Regions from separate parts of the Sus scrofa genome. Here region 2 is linked to region 1. The links are chromatin contacts, called in public Hi-C maps. All regions are on one chromosome and are shown on one strand. The core of a region is the stretch at or near the end of the contact, and the rest is flanking DNA. Distances in the headings are between cores, read along the strand shown. Region 1 overlaps LOC110259445 (a long non-coding RNA gene). Region 2 holds the start of TICAM2 (toll like receptor adaptor molecule 2).

Region 1 (2,700 bases), core at 169-2,668:
CTGCCAGCCGATGCCACAGCCTCACCAACGCCAGATCTGAGCCACATTTGTGACCTACACCACAGCTCATGGCAACGCCAGATCCCTGACCCACTGAGCGAAGGCAGGGATCAAACCTGCATCCTCATTGATATTAGTCAGATTTGTTTCTGATGTGCCACAGTGTGAACTCCTTAACCTTTGAATTTTGCCGTTCACACCACGTGATGCTAACTGAAAGAGTCCTACTTTTGAGCTGAAATTTGTCTCCTTCTCTTCAGTCATTAGGTAGATCTGAGGTTCATTTGTATACTTAGTTGCTCATATATCTGCTCAAATTTCCTAGTCCTCTAACACTGGAGGTCCTGGCATTGAAGGTGAACTGCACTGCACCAGGTGAATGATCCTGTAAACGAATGGCTAGTGGGTCTGAGTGGCATGTAACAAGGCTGGACTTGAAACTTCATTTGGACTCCTAATGAGCAGAGCCATCACTTTTCACTGGAAGGGTGACTGGAAAGGGACGGTAGTGATGTTGTCCTAATGCAACCAGGATTGGATGGCTGATGTCCCACACGTGATGTGGAAGACTGAATGAGCCAGATTTTGGTAAACGTATGACTTTCAGATGATTGCAGTCTGTCTGTTGCTGGGTCCTACAGGGCCTGATCATTCCCTCCATGCCAGGGCTGGGATTTCTCAGAAAGGAATGGGTATTCTCACTGCCCATCTTAGAGCAGGTTATTTCTAGGCAAGGTGATGGTGTAACAATGTCCAAACTGGGGCTGTTTGGGGAGCAAGACAGGAGCTGCAAATGATTACACTGAAACAGCAGGTGTGGACCAGGGCTGATGGTTCTCTCTTTCTTTGGGCACTTGGAGGTGAAATGAGGGAATATCTGATCTTCCTGGCTGAGCTGTGGGAGAGGCCTGGAGCACTTTCCTGCCACGGTGGCAGAGGCCGGGCCCTGAGAGGGAGAAGGATGTAAGGGACCCTGGGCTGGGTGGGAGGTCTGAGTCTTGCCACTTATTGGAAGCTATTCCCTCACTTGAACCTGTCCATCATCTCCGATTGTCCTGTGCAGATTCCTTAGATGTTGCTGCCTGGACATTTGTTGTGTGTGGAGAATGGAGGGCAGGGCTGGGCTAGGCATAGGAAACACCAGCAAGAAAGAAGGGACCCCTCCCTTGAGGGCTAAATAGAGGGGGCAACAGAGGGAGTGTGTGCAGGGCATGTGTGTGTGTGTGGGGGGGTGTCTCCAGCAGAGCACAGCTGTGGAGGATCACAGCAGCACCAGGAAGGACAGGGACCAGGGACAGGTGAGGGGGTTGGCCTGAAAATGCTGGTCCTGGTTTTCCGCTAAGGACCTCCGACCCTCTGTGGTCACAGCCTGGCTCTGGCTGTTTACCTTTGTGTCCACCTTCACTCTCTCCTGAGTGACCTTAACAGGGCATTTACTTGGCAGTCACAAGTGAAAATGCTTTTAGAGTGTGTTTCTCTTCTGTCCCTTGGTGTGGCTTCTCTTTGCAGAGACAGTGGATGTTTCTGGGAAGCAGTCTGAGCTCCGGACTCCCTCGCGCTCTGCACACACCTCCAGGCTGGCATTTGAAATCTGAATTGTAATTGCCTGTTGGCTTATCCGTCTCTCCCACTCCCTCTGCTAACAGCAGTTTGAGGTTGTCACATCCCTAGTGTCCAGTGCCTGGCGAAGAGCAGGCACCCAGTTAGTCTTTGAGTAAATGACAGCAAGAGATGGAAGGGACTCCAAGCTGGACTATAGAGGTCACGATACAGACTTCATGCTCCTCAAGATCGCAAATCTCTATCTGGGTTTTCCGAGATAATGTAAAAACTCTGTTCTCGATGTTTTCCCTCTCTTGCTTTCTATTTGATTTTGTTGACCTGCTTTCTACCCTACAGAGAGAGAGAAAAAAGGATCTTACTAATGTGGTTTAAAAAATGATTGAGACAGGGAGTTTCCATTGTGTCTCAGCAGTAAAGAACTCGACTAGTATCCATGAGGACGTGGGTTCGATCCCTGCCCCCGCTCAGTGGGTTAAGGATCCCGCATTACCTGTAAGCCATGGTGCAGGTTGCAGATGAGGTTCGGATCAGGCATTGCTGTGACTGTGGTATATGGGAGTCTGATTTGACCCCTAACTTGGGAACTTCCATATGCTATGGGTGCTTCCCTAAAGAGACAAACAAACAAACAAAAAAACCTGGGGCAAGTAGGATTTATTTTTCATTAGATGCTTCCAGAAAAATTTCTTCCAATGTATCTTTTCCTTTGCAGTTCTTACCACTGATAATATATAGGGATGTTATTATTTTTTTAATCTTCATTTTTTTTTTCAGATCCTTTATAGTACAGGAGTCAATTTAAAAATTGCCGTTATTGGAGTTCCCTTTTGTGGCACAGTGGAAACAAATCTGACTAGTAGCCATGAGGTTGTGGGTTTGATCTCTGGCCCCCTCGGTGGGATAAGAATCCGGCATCGCCATGAACTGTAGTGTAGGTTGCAAATGCAGGTTGGATCCCACATTGTTGTAGCTGTGTTGTAGGCTGGCAGCTGCAGCTCTGATTTGGCCGCTAGCCTGGCAACCTCTATTTGCTGCAGGTGTGGCCCTAGGAAGCAAAATACAAATAAAAAATTAAAAAAATAAAAAGATTAAAAAAAGGAAAAAATTGACATTATTGCCTTGGAATTCTGAAGTTAT
Region 2 (2,700 bases), core at 82-2,581, 110 kb before region 1:
GTAGCCAGTGATTTCTTCACTATTCAGTGGCAGTAGCAAACCCTTTCACTCCTTATTTACATTAGAAAGAAATTCTGTATACGTTTTTCCTTATTTTTTCTTCCCATAACAGTTTTTCACCATTTGATGAACGGTTTCATCTAAACTTGAATTATTTTGGCATATGTAGCTGGTACTTATGTCATTATGAATAAGATTCTAATTTCTTCTTGATCTCTGATCTTTGCTCATGAACAATATATAAAAATCCTTTGGAATATAGCCTATGGGCCCATATTTGACAACATGTATTTTATACTTATCTATTCTGAATTTTCTGTCTTTTGATGAAAGTACCCCCTTGAAACTGCTTATTTGGGTATTAACAATACTGCAGCATTAGATTCACATGGAGTATCTCTCTTTCACAGCTGATCTAATTCTTCTACTCTGAGTTTAGGCCTTTTAAAATAAAAGAATGATACAGACTATGATCATTATTGATTTCCCTGGAAATCACAAGGCTTTGTTTCCAGATTACACTTCCAAACCAAGATGTTACTTTTTTTACCTGGGTGCAGAAATATGTTTTCTTAATTATTCCCAGGATTAGCTGGAAAAAGATATTCCTTACTTTTTGCAAAAGTTTATTAGTTTCTGCACCAGCCCCAGTACAACAATCCCTGACCCTAGACCAAAAAAAAAGAAAAGAAAAAAAAAGAGAAAAAGCTCTGAACCGGTGAATCCTGAGCAACATTTCATTTAACATTTCAGATCTTTTTATTCTGAGTCAGCAGAGCTGCCTATTAGCTGTCTTTAGGGTATTTGTATTCTGTTTTGTATTTGCATTTGAAACAAAAATATGTTTTGAAGTTAATATGAATATTTTGTTTCTTTTAGTTTTCCTGTTTCTAGTTTACACAGTAATTTGGTTATGGAGAAGTTGAATTTAAACTCCATATGAGTAGAGTGATACGGTCCCTTTTCGCTAACACACCAAAGTAATTTAACTGGAGTTTATAATGCCAATATAATACCATTTAAAGTTTCCAAACATCTCCTTTTATATTAAACCGGACCCCTGTGTTTAACCTACCCCTGCCTACCTGTGGTAGCCCTTGTGGAACTCAAACAAGACAAGTGACTTCATCTCCAATGATCTCTTTGACATTTTCTTCTTAGAAAGCTATATATTATAATCTTTTTGAGGTTTGCAGGTTGAATGAGATTTTCCATTTTAATTGTTTTGATGAAATTTACAGTAGTCTTCTGCTTTGTTATTTCTCCTTTTAGGATGAAAAGAAATGCTGAGAAATAAATAAAGCTTTCCTTTCTGACTTGGATATTTATAATGGGTATCGGGAAGTCTAAGACAGATCCCTGCCTTCTTTCTCTCTCTTGGAGTAAAAGCCACGGTGTGGATACAAGTCAAAAACCTCACGAGACAGATTGCACGATATCTGAGGAAATCCCCCTGCATGGTGGCGAAGATGTTGCATGTAGCAGTTCAGCAGAGATGCCAACAGGAGAGCAGGAGGGAGCTGACGGAGTGGAAGAGATGCCTGAAGAGGAAGCAGAAGAAGAGGTGTTCCTCAAATTTGTGATACTACACGCAGAAGATGACACAGATGAAGCCCTCAGAGTCCAGAATCTGCTGCAAAATGACTTCGGGATCAAACCTGGAATAATCTTTGCTGAGATGCCGTGTGGCAGACAGCATTTACAGAATTTAGACGATGCTGTCAATGGCTCTGCCTGGACAATCTTGCTATTGACTGAAAACTTTCTAAGAGACACCTGGTGTAAGTTCCAGTTCTATACATCTCTCATGAACTCCGTGAACAGACAGCACAAATACAACTCTGTCATCCCCATGCGGCCCCTGAACAACCCCCTGCCCCGAGAAAAGACCCCCTTTGCTCTGCGAACCATCAACGCCCTGGAGGAAGAAAGTCGTGGCTTTCCTACACAAGTGGAAAGGATTTTTCAGGAGTCTGTGTATCAGATACAACAGGCTATATGGAAAGAGACCAGAAATCTGGTACAAAGACAATTGATTGCCTGAGATGGGACATATAACACATGGTGTGCCCTTGTTTTGTAAAGCAAATGGTTTCTCTTCACTTGAGAAAGCAAATTTCTAGGAAAAGTTTAAATGGAAGAGAACCTTGCTCTTAGGGGAAAACTGTAGAGCCCAAGAAAAATAGATTTTTGCAGGACACTCTATAGAATTGAGGTACTTTTGATGTTTCTCTAAACTTGCAATTGTCAGAGTTGCAAAACCTCTGATTCCTCTCACAGCTTTCCTAGTTCAACAAAGGATATTTTAAATTCACTTTTCTTGTATTGAACTTGAACAAGAACTTATATGATAGACATTTAAAAAAATACCATAACACTTTGATTTTGTTCTCAAAAGACACGTTGGCAAAACAATGGCCTTGAGAAATCTGACAGCTCTCCCTGTTGCGGCACCTCTCACGAATGTTGCAGGAAAGCCTTCCCAGTATTGTCGTCCAGAAATAGGGATAGCCAGATTAGTTCATTTGGAATGGTGAGAACTGATAAATGTGAAATGAAAAATAGATGTGAGAATGGTGGGCCTCTTTAAAATAATCCAATCCAATGCGTTTTCCTTTCAGCTGGAATTTGCAAAGTTGGAGGCAGTTCCCACCACTGATTGGTGGCCCATTTAACAATCTTGTGATTAGGACTCCATGC

Evidence for each region. A called contact is a pair of places that touch in the nucleus more often than the background predicts.
Region 2: a Hi-C map of liver shows a contact between it and region 1, with 4 times the contacts expected there. The contact joins the promoter of TICAM2 here to the enhancer-like site in region 1. A contact is called at or near these places in 1 of 5 promoter capture datasets (liver), 4 of 47 Hi-C or Micro-C datasets (liver, skeletal muscle and subcutaneous adipose tissue) and 1 of 2 datasets of contacts at active chromatin or transcription factors (alveolar macrophages).

Annotation. Positions count from the first base shown.
Region 1 is chr2:119,644,534-119,647,233 of Sscrofa11.1, reverse strand. All of the region lies in intron 1 of LOC110259445 (a long non-coding RNA gene), which reads left to right. Among named protein-coding and RNA genes, the nearest start is that of FEM1C, 77 kb to the left of the region's middle. Within about 2 kb of position 1,418, at least 2 of the 83 cell types and tissues checked have an H3K27ac peak or open chromatin away from gene starts, as enhancers often do. A contact at or near this core is called in liver, where this site is marked.
Region 2 is chr2:119,759,390-119,762,089 of Sscrofa11.1, reverse strand. It overlaps TICAM2 (toll like receptor adaptor molecule 2), which reads left to right and starts at 1,331. Exons shown (of 1, transcript NM_001204351.1): 1 at 1,331-2,700. The coding sequence starts at 1,331. The coding sequence ends at 2,044.